Regions from separate parts of the Sus scrofa genome. Here region 2 is linked to region 1. Evidence: chromatin contacts called from public HiChIP or PLAC-seq data. All regions are on one chromosome and are shown on one strand. The core of a region is the stretch at or near the end of the contact, and the rest is flanking DNA. Distances in the headings are between cores, read along the strand shown.

Region 1 (5,015 bases), core at 1,634-4,133:
TAACTTAGAACTCACAGCTTAACTTAGATGAGGTTCTTTTTTTCCCAGTTTGCTTTCGATTTTTAGAAGTTTTTCTTCTATTTGATTCAATTCTGAATTGTATGAGTTTTTTAGGACATTACGTGTTTTCAGGATTAAAGCTCAAACAGTATGTTCATGGAAATCTAGCTTCTACCTCTTTTCCATCCCCCGAGTAACCATTTTAAGAAGTTTCTCAGTTAGCGTTACTTCTGTTAAAAATGTAAACAAATATAGACACATGTACCCACATACATATTTGTATTTCTTCTTCCTCACCTCCCAAATAGAAGCACACTATACGTATTTTCCTATACCTCACAGAGATTCATGGCTGGAAAACCATCCATGAATGGTTTTCCTCTAGACATGGACTAAGAATCCGTGGTCTAGAGGGGGAGATACACATGTTAAGAAACAACTGTAGGTGTTCCTGCTGTAGTGCAACGGGACTGGCGGTGTCTTGGGAGTTCTGGGACCCAGGTTCAGTCCCCGGCCCAGCATAGCGGGTTAAGGATGCAGTGTTGCTGCAACTGCGTCTTAGGTCACAATTATGGGTAGAATCTGATCCCTGGTCCGGGAACACTCCATATGCCCCAGGGCAGCTAAAAAAGGAAAAAAAGGAAACAACTGTAATTCGGTTGTTCACTGATGTTACCGAGGTATGTAGACTAAATGCCATGATAAATTATGGACCAGCTCTTCCAGAGTAGGTGAGTAGGTTAGGGAAGACTTGGGAGACATGGACTTTGAGCTGGATTTTAAAGAATGAGCTGGATTAGGAGCCTGCAGAATATTCTAGGAAGCAGGGAAGAACCTCTGTATTACAAAATTCGCTGAGCCACCTTTGCTAGTATATTGGTGTAATGTGAGAAACATTTGTACTTCATCTAAAAAGTCTGAATAACATTCTTGAAAGGCCTGTTATATGGCATCCTGTTTCATTGGCTTCTTGGCTTATGCTTAGTCTAGAAGAATTTTTTTAAGTAGCTATCAGAAAACAAATCTTCCTTTATACATTAATGTAATAGACTTTTTATCAAAAGAATGGCATGCTTTTTAAAAAGACTTAACATAAACAGTGCCTAGTTTAAAAAAGCTTTGTTAGTGGCAAAATGAAAGGTTAAAATGGTTTTTTTTTGTTTTTTTTGTTTTTTGGTCTTTTTGCCATTTCTTGGGCCACTGCCACAGCATGTGGAGGTTCCCAGCCTAGGGGTCGAATCGGAGCTGTAGCCACCGGCCTACACCAGAGCCACAGCAACGCGGGATCCGAGCCATGTCTGCAACCTACACCACAGCTCACGGCAACGCCGGATCCTTAACCCACTGAGCAAGGCCAGGGACCAAACCAGCAACCTCATGGTTCCTAGTTGGATTCGTTAACCCCTGCGCCACGACGGGAACTCCTAAAATGTTTTTTATAAAAGTTTATAGTTTTCTTCCAATTGATATTCCTTGAATTAATCTGTAATTATTAAGTATCCATCACATGCAAAGCACTCTCCCCCCCTCCCCCCACCAGGCACCTAGAGCACGTGGAAATTCCCAGGCCCTGGATCAAAGCTACACCACAGCAGTGACCTGAGCTGCTGCAGCGACAATGCCAGATCCTTAACCTGCTGCACCACAAGGGAACTCCATAAAGTACTCTTGTATGTAGTAAAGAGGCAATGGAATAGAAATAGTTCTAGTTTAAAGCTTTTAGAACTGGAGTTCGTCTTGTGGCTCAGTGGTTAACAAATCTGACTAGGAACCATGAAGTTGCGGGTTCGATCCCTGGCCTTGCTCAGTGGGTTAAGGATCCGGCGTTGCCATGAGCTGTGTTGGAGGTTACAGCCATGTTGCTGTGGCTGTGGCTGTGGCTGGCAGCTACACTTCCGACTAGACCTCTAGCGTGGGAATCTCCATATGCTGTGGGTGAGACCCTAGAAAAGACAGAAAGACAAAAGCAAAAAACAAAAAACCTTTAGAACTAAAGCATGTCTTGTGACTGTGCTTTGCAAAGAATTGTGTTTTCTCACAACTCTGAAGGAAAAAGTAATTTTTGGGTTAGACGGAAACACATATAGTGTGTGTGTTTTGTTTTTATGCCTGCAAGAATACTCAGTAGTAACTCCAAATAGTGGTAGGTCCACAGATCTACACATGTGATAAAAAGAAGAGTACACACACACACACACACACACACACACACACACACACACAACCTGTGTCAAACTCTGGGTTTTGATATTCTGTAATTATGTCAGATTTAACCACTGGGGGGAACTGGATGAATGGTACATGGGGTCTCTCTGTACTATCTTTGCAACTTTCTGTGAATTTGTAATTATTTCAAAATAAAAAGTAAAACGAAAAAGAATAATTACTCTGGCTGTCATCTTGAGAGTAGATCGCAGTGGGCCAAGGGCAGAATCTATGAGGCTGGTAAGGAGTAATAATCTGAGGGTACTGCAATGATCCAGGACGGAGAGAATGGCCATTGGGCTAGGTTGGTGGCACTAGAGTGGGATGGGAAGATGTGTGAGGAATGGTTGAATTCTGGATATATTTTAGCAGCAGAGTTTATAAAATCTGCTGCTGGCTCGGATTTGAGGTGTTGGGGAAAGTGAATGAAAAATGACAGCAAGGTTTTTGGCCTGGACCACAGGAAGGATAAAGGAAAGCAATTGTAATAAGAAGCAGCAACAAATAAAGAAGCCTGGTATGAGGTAGTTGGCAAGAATAACAAAATAAAAAGCCCTCTTCCTCTGGTCACTGGCAGCTTGGGGCCCCTGAAAGTTAGGGGCAGTGTGATGTTAAAGTGAGTGCACTCTTGTTAACCTGTTCCCAGGCAGCTGAGTTATCTTGGCCTCACCCTGGCTTTTTTGGAAAGAAGCATTTGTTTGATAAACAGGAAGTCGTTTCCATGGGTGTAGAAAGAAGAAATGATAGAATTGAGTGGCAAAGCAAAGAACTGCTAGCGGTGGTTAGCTTGGAATTGGCAGAAATGTTTTCAGGTAGCCACCTAAGCTTAGCACACAAGCTGCCTTTTCCCCATTCTAGCCTGGGTTCTCTCTTCATCATGAAAAATGAAAAGTTTCTGCCCTGTTGCTTGACCCGCTGTCAGGGTATGTTCATTTTCAGCTAGTGTTTTGGATCAGTTATGAGTCGTAGACTTAGCAGACAAATGGAGGCACTGTCTGTTTATAGTGGAAAAGTGACTTATTTTAAGAAATGTTGGCTCCCCACCACTACCCCATTAGTGGCATGCCTCTGACACACCAGTGAAGCTGGTCTAGGGAAGTTAAGACTGCCTTATGTGTATTTTTGCTCTTTGAAAGGTTAGCATCTAAATGTACCACAAGATATTTCTTTTTGAGTCAGATTGAGACGAAATTACAAACAGTGAATTCTGAAGCTAACTTTATAAATGTCGATGCTCTGATACGTGTGAAACTTCAGAATTCATGCCCTCCACTCTAATGACATACTCCTTATGAGGTGTATAAATCCCTTAGTGTCAATACTTTTTATTTTGTGAGGAAGAGTGGATAAAAAAAAGATTTAGAAATCCAGTGCCAAGTGATTTATGGCGATTGAAAAGTGAGAAAGAGAACTTAAGAATCCTTACTCTTTTTTTTTTTTTTTTTTTTTTTTTTTTTGCCTTTTAAGGCCGAACCTGAGGCATATGGAGGTTCTCAGGCTAGGGGTTGAATCAGAGCTACAGCTGCGGCCTACACCACAACCACAGCCATAGCAATGCAGGATCCGAGCCATGTCTTCGACCTATACCACAGCTCACGGCAACACCAGATCCCCAACCCAGTGAGCCTGAGCCAGGCCAGGAATAGAACCCCTCATGGTTTCAGGTCGGATTTTTGTGCTGCGCCCTGACAGGAACTCCAAGACTCCAAGACTCCTTACTCTTGATAAGAGCTTGAAAACAGGAGAACCATTTTCACCTTTTAATTGAGAGTCACCTCATCCTAGACTGGGTTGAAATGATTAAAGTCGTGATAGGGGAAAACCAGATTTGCCCCAGAGGTAGAGTGACAGCTAAATAGCTAAGTAGTTAATTGGTGGTGAGAGGAGATTGACTGTGATGGGTTGAAGATTGTCTAGACAGTCTAGGGGTGGGGTCGGGGCAGGAATCTCGGAAGCCAGGGTGGTGGCTATAGATTGGGATCTTTGGGTTTGGAGATGTGGAGGGCACCTCGCCCAGTAGTTAGGAGAACAAGCTCACTGAACTGTCCCGGAAGAAGCAGGACTCTTTAGAGTTCCTTGCAACTGGGCTTTATCCTGACAAGTTTCAGCATATATTTTACTTTGAATATTGAGTGGTTCTGGAGCTATTTATTTCATTTGCCTTCTGAAATCAACCCACTGTTTATTCTAATGCTGTGACTTTGTGTGAAGTTCAGGCTGGGCTGCTGCTCTGGGTTTCTTCGTTGAAAGTTAAACATATTTGAGCTTGAAGAATTTTTGCTGCCCGCCTTATGGAGCACACATGAACATAAAGCAGCCATTTGTCAGCAGGCAGCTGAAAGGCAATTTCAGCAGGGACCAAAAACCACTGTAAGCTGCTGGCTTCCTGGCACACCCACTAGACCCTGTAGGTTTACACTGAAAGCAAACTAATGGGATTGGAGGTAATAAGATGGGCAAAAATAAAAGCAGAGGCTAAAGTCTGAATGACAGTGAGCTAGTATGAAGGTCCTATATATGAGGAAAGCACAACACTCGCAAAGATGAGAAAACCTGAACGTCAGACACATGGCTAGGAAAGTCATCTGATGTTTGCAGCCAACAATTTTTTAAGAAAAATGAATTGTCTATCTTCTTTATATTCATAGCTATGGAGATACTGTAGGTATCTTTAGGGAAAGTATTGTATAGTTTAAGCTCTTGTATCCACTATACTATTTCAGATACCTTTTAACCAGACTTATATAGCAGAGACAACTGGTGTATAATAATATTTTCAAGCAAATCTAGGAAATCTTGAGCAAAGATCC
Region 2 (4,735 bases), core at 61-2,560, 140 kb before region 1:
TAACAGTGTGAACATATAACTGGACAACTTGCCTGTTTTGCATGATTTGGGCTGGAAGAGTAGAAAGAATGCTAAGGAAAATGACCACTGGAGAGGCTAACAACTGGCCAAACTCATATAATTTCAGTTAAAGCAGTGCACTTGCCATGCATATGTAGCTTCATGATAAATTCTCCACTGTCCTCTTCCCTTTTTAGATTGCAGTTCCTCAAGTCTTTCTATTTAGAGATTATATAGCTGCCACTGAAGACCGTAGCTAGTGGGAGCCAGGACCTGGAACATTTTTTGGGGGAACTGTCTGGGGAATTCATATACACTGAGTGTATACCAAATCATGAATTCTGCCATTGTGAAGTTTGAGGAGGTAAGGATCTCCTTGGGTTAATAAATTCTGGCTTATAGGCAGAAGAACCTGCTAGATTTTATTGCCTTGATCCTTTAGCATTATCCTGCAGAGTATTGGAGAATACTTATTGGAGAATACTTTTGATGTACTTCCAAGGACCATTGTAGGGAGTGTTAATATGGGAGGTTGACATTATGGTGAAATAATCACTTGGAAGCTGTGATTCAGCATTAGTCAGTGGCTTTTGTGTTAGGTTGCACTCAGCCATCTCTCGCTTTAATTGTGGTGAGTCTCAGGCATTTGATTACACAACTACCAAAGAGACTGACCTTAGTGATAACCTAGTCACATTTTCAGATAGTAAAAATACTCAGGAAAAAAAATTACTCATCTCTATCAGCTGGTAGTATTAGTTCTTCTCTAGGGAAGTATTAGCACACTTTCTAGGTTATGCCCAACAATACACAAAGATGAATGGCCATTTCCTAAAATACTTTCAGTTAGTGTTTTTAAAAAGTGGAAACATAACCAAATGTACTTTCTGGACATATTCATTTTATGGACATATTCATTCATAATATGGATCAGTTTTATATCTTATTGGCTGACTTAAAACCACGAATGGGTTGGGTTCATTTTACCTAATTTATCACCATTCTGTATTTCCTTACTATCTCATGAAATTGCCATGTTTAATCTTGTATTAAAAAAAAAAAAAAAACTCTTATCCGATTCTACTCTTTTTACCCCCTCCTTTCTTTTCTTTTTCCCCTCTACCTTTTTTCCTTCCTTCTATTATTTGTCCTTCTGTTCATCCACAAATAGTTGAGTGTCTGCTGTGTTCGAGGCTCTGTGCCAGGCATGGGGATGGAGCGGTGAAGGAAAACATGGTCTCTACTCTCATGAGCTTACAGTGCATCCTCATGTTCCTGGTTTCTGTTCTGCCTTCAAGGTTCAGCTCTTCTTCTGACCTTTGCATGGTTCTCTCTGACTTCTTTAGCCTTTGCTGACCTGTCCCTTACTTGAGTAGTGCTGATTGACATATCTTAATCTTGTTTTTTCCACAGTGTAAGTGCTGTCCAGGCAGAGACTGCCACGTTTTTTTGTCTTTCACAATGCTGAGTCCAAGCAAGTGGGTAATAAAAGGGTTTTGATTCATCCTACCCTGCTGAAAGTCCAGACTACAAGCTCTTGGGGTTTAGAAGTAGTTGTAAAGATTATGCTTTCTTTCTTTTTTTTTTTTTCCTCTCCCAGTTGTTTGCCTAACGCTTGCTATCTGCTTCTGTTAATCTGTGTTCACAATGAAGGAAAATAACCCCACTGATGCACTGCTTGCCGTTATAATATTTTCTAGTGAAGGGTTTGTTTTTGAACTGATTATTATATAGCTTCTTATCTGGTTCCCCTTGTGAGTAGTGAGGGATAAATTTCATGGTTAAGGAAAAGAGCTAACCTAATCTTTTAGCACTATGCCTGTAATCTTTTGGGATTAAATGCCCTACCAACTATGCCTTAGTTCACGAAGTGTTAAGAGTAACTCACTTGGAGTTCCCGTCGTGGCTCAGTGGTTAATGAATCCGACTAGGAACCATGAGGTTGCGGGTTTGATCCCTGCCCTTGCTCAGTGGGTTAATGATCCGGTGTTGCTGTGAGCTGTGGTGTAGGTTGCAGATGAGGCTCGGATCCCCTGTTGCTCTGGCGAAGGCCGGTGGCTACAGCTCCGATTCAACCCCTAGCCTGGCAACCTCCATATGCTGCAAGAGCGGCCCAAGAAAATGGCAAAAAGACCAAAAAAAAAAAAAAAGAGTAACTCACTTAAAATGGAAGCTGACAATGTAATAACTTCACTTTTAAAAGTGAGCTCCTCAGAGAGATTCATAGAAATGGAAAAACAATCATTTAATGGGGCATTCATTATTTACACTTACACGATGTTACAGTTGAAAACTCTTTTGAGTTGTAAATGAAATGTGGGAACCTAACTGTGAAGGAAGGAGGCTGTGTCACTGGATTAAATGTTTTTCTGAATGTGCTAAAAGCTCTGAGGTAATGGCAGACTGCAGTGTGGGGACTGAGAAGGGATGTTTTCTTTATTAAAAAGGAGAGTAGTGGGTATTGGAAAAAGGAAATGCTCTTTTGCTTGCACCAAAAATTAAGGAGTTAGTGTATGAAATTGAGAGCAGAAGATCATGGAGCAGGAGAAAAAAAACCCATTTTTCCTCCCGCAGCAATCTGAGGTCTTGACTTGGACAAACTGATTGATGAAAGATTATTATAAGACGATAGATTTAAATATTGACTAGATATTTGATGTTAAGGAATTATTATTATCTTTTTAGGTGGAGTAATAATATTGTCATGGTCAAAAGAAAAAGTACTTACCTTTTGGAAGTATATACTGAAGAAATATAGATGACATAATGCAGTGTCTGGGGTCTGCTGGGGAGAGGAAGAAGTGGTCCAGAGTGTAGATACAAATGGCTATGTGTTTATAATTGTCATAGCTGGCTGATGGGTACAGGAGGCCCACTAAGCAGTTTCTTTCTACTTATGAGCATATTTGAAAGTTTCCATAATAAAAACTAAAAACAAACAAACAAACAAAACCCCATAAAACTGAAACCCACTGAAAATCAGAAACCCATCAATTTAGGTATAGAACTGTCAAACATACCCTTTTACCTTCTTTCAACTTAACTCCAGGTGGGGCAAGTACAACCATAGATTCTTGTTGATGTTGCCAAAGTGGAATGTGGTTCAGATTTCCATCCCCTCAAGTTGATGAACTGTATTATAGCATCACTGAGAAAGCGACAGGCTCTACTTTCTGTCTTCCCAGCAGTGTGGTATATTACAACAGGGCAGAAGTCATTCTCTCCATCTTTAAGGTTCTTCCTTTCTATAGTAAAGAAATAAGATTTAAAAAGCAATAAATGGGGAGTTCCTGTTGTGGCTCAGCAGTAGCGAACCTGACTAGTATCCATGAGGATGAGGGTTTGATTCCTGGCCCCACTCAGTGGATTAAGGATCCGGCCTTGCCATGAGCTATGGTGTAGGTGGCGGATGCAGCTCAGATCTGGCGTTGCTGTGGCTCTGGCAGAAGCTGGCTGCTGTAGCTCCAATTCCACCCCTAGCTTGGGAACTTCCATGTGCTGCTGGTGTGGCCCTTAAAAAAAAAAAAAGAAAAGAAAAAAGCAATATCTGTAGTTCCCTTCTGGTACAGTGGGTTAAGAATCACTGCAGTGGCTTAGGTAGCTTTTGTGACATGGGTTCAGTCCTGGCCTAGGAACTTTGATATGAAATTTAAATGCCATATTTTATAGTCCTAAGTAAATACTCAAAATTAAGAAAAAGGCAAGAACATTTTTGGTTAGGGTTAAGCAGTCTTTATTAGGCCAATGAACTTCGGGATGACCTCTAAACAAAGTGTAGGAGCTGGATTGCTATAGAAGTATGGAGACAGCTTGTCCAGGGAGGGAAAATACTACATTTGGGGGGAATCGATGAATTTGGATTGATATAAGATGTTGGATGGACTGGATGTGTTCAGTTCATAAAGGACATGAAATTTTTTTTTTTTTTTTTTTTGTCTTTTTGTCTTTTTGCTATTTTCTTGGGCTGCACTTGCGGCATATGGAGGTTCCCAGGCTAGGGGTCTAATCAGAGCTGTAGCCGCCGGCCTACATCACAGCCACAGCAACGCGGGATCCGAGCCGCGTCTGCAACCTATACCACAGCTCATGGCAATGCTGGATCCTTAACCCACTGAGCAAGGCCAGGGATTGAACCTGCAACCTCATGGTTCCTAGTCAGATTCGTTAACCACTGCGCCACGATGGGAACTCCACAAAGGACATGAATTTTTTAGCTAAAGCATTTGGCTTGCTTTTGTAGGCCATAGAGAATCATTTTGGGGTTGGGGAGACATTTTTGACTCCTGTGATACCCAGTTATTAATTTGATTAGACGATAATGTAGGATATTCTTAGTTATATGCTTTTGCAAGAAGAGTATAACTTGCCTATATAACTTAAAGATTTTTTTTTTTTGGTCTTTTTTTGTCTTTTTGTGGCTGCACCCTAGGCATATGGAGGTTTGCAGGCTAGGGGTCTAATCAGCTACAGCTGCCAGCCTACACCAGAGCCACAGCAACCATAGATCCAAGCCACCTTTGCAACATACCACAGCTCACAGCAGCGCTGGATCCTTAACCCACTGTGCGAGGCCAGGGCTCCAACCCGCAACCTCATGGTTCCTAGTCAGATTCGTTTCTGCTGCGCCATGACAGGAACTCCAAACATTTTTTTTAACATAAATTCTTTATTTCTTTAGTGTCTCAGAAGGGCTGTTCAGGGACTGTAATTAATATTTCTGTTTTAAAAGGGGGAG

Evidence for each region. HiChIP or PLAC-seq counts read pairs in DNA pulled down with a chosen protein or histone mark.
Region 2: a contact with region 1 is called in an H3K27ac HiChIP or PLAC-seq map of alveolar macrophages. The contact joins two enhancer-like sites. A contact is called at or near these places in 1 of 47 Hi-C or Micro-C datasets (embryonic fibroblasts) and 2 of 2 datasets of contacts at active chromatin or transcription factors (alveolar macrophages and skeletal muscle).

The regions. Positions count from the first base shown.
Region 1 is chr9:44,302,374-44,307,388 of Sscrofa11.1, reverse strand. All of the region lies in intron 4 of SIK3 (serine/threonine-protein kinase SIK3), which reads left to right. Among named protein-coding and RNA genes, the nearest start is that of APOA1, 87 kb to the right of the region's middle. Within about 2 kb of position 2,883, at least 8 of the 83 cell types and tissues checked have an H3K27ac peak or open chromatin away from gene starts, as enhancers often do. A contact at or near this core is called in alveolar macrophages, where this site is marked.
Region 2 is chr9:44,441,481-44,446,215 of Sscrofa11.1, reverse strand. The region is part of intron 1 of SIK3 (serine/threonine-protein kinase SIK3); the gene reads left to right. Among named protein-coding and RNA genes, the nearest start is that of SIK3, 28 kb to the left of the region's middle. Within about 2 kb of position 1,310, at least 10 of the 83 cell types and tissues checked have an H3K27ac peak or open chromatin away from gene starts, as enhancers often do. A contact at or near this core is called in alveolar macrophages, where this site is marked.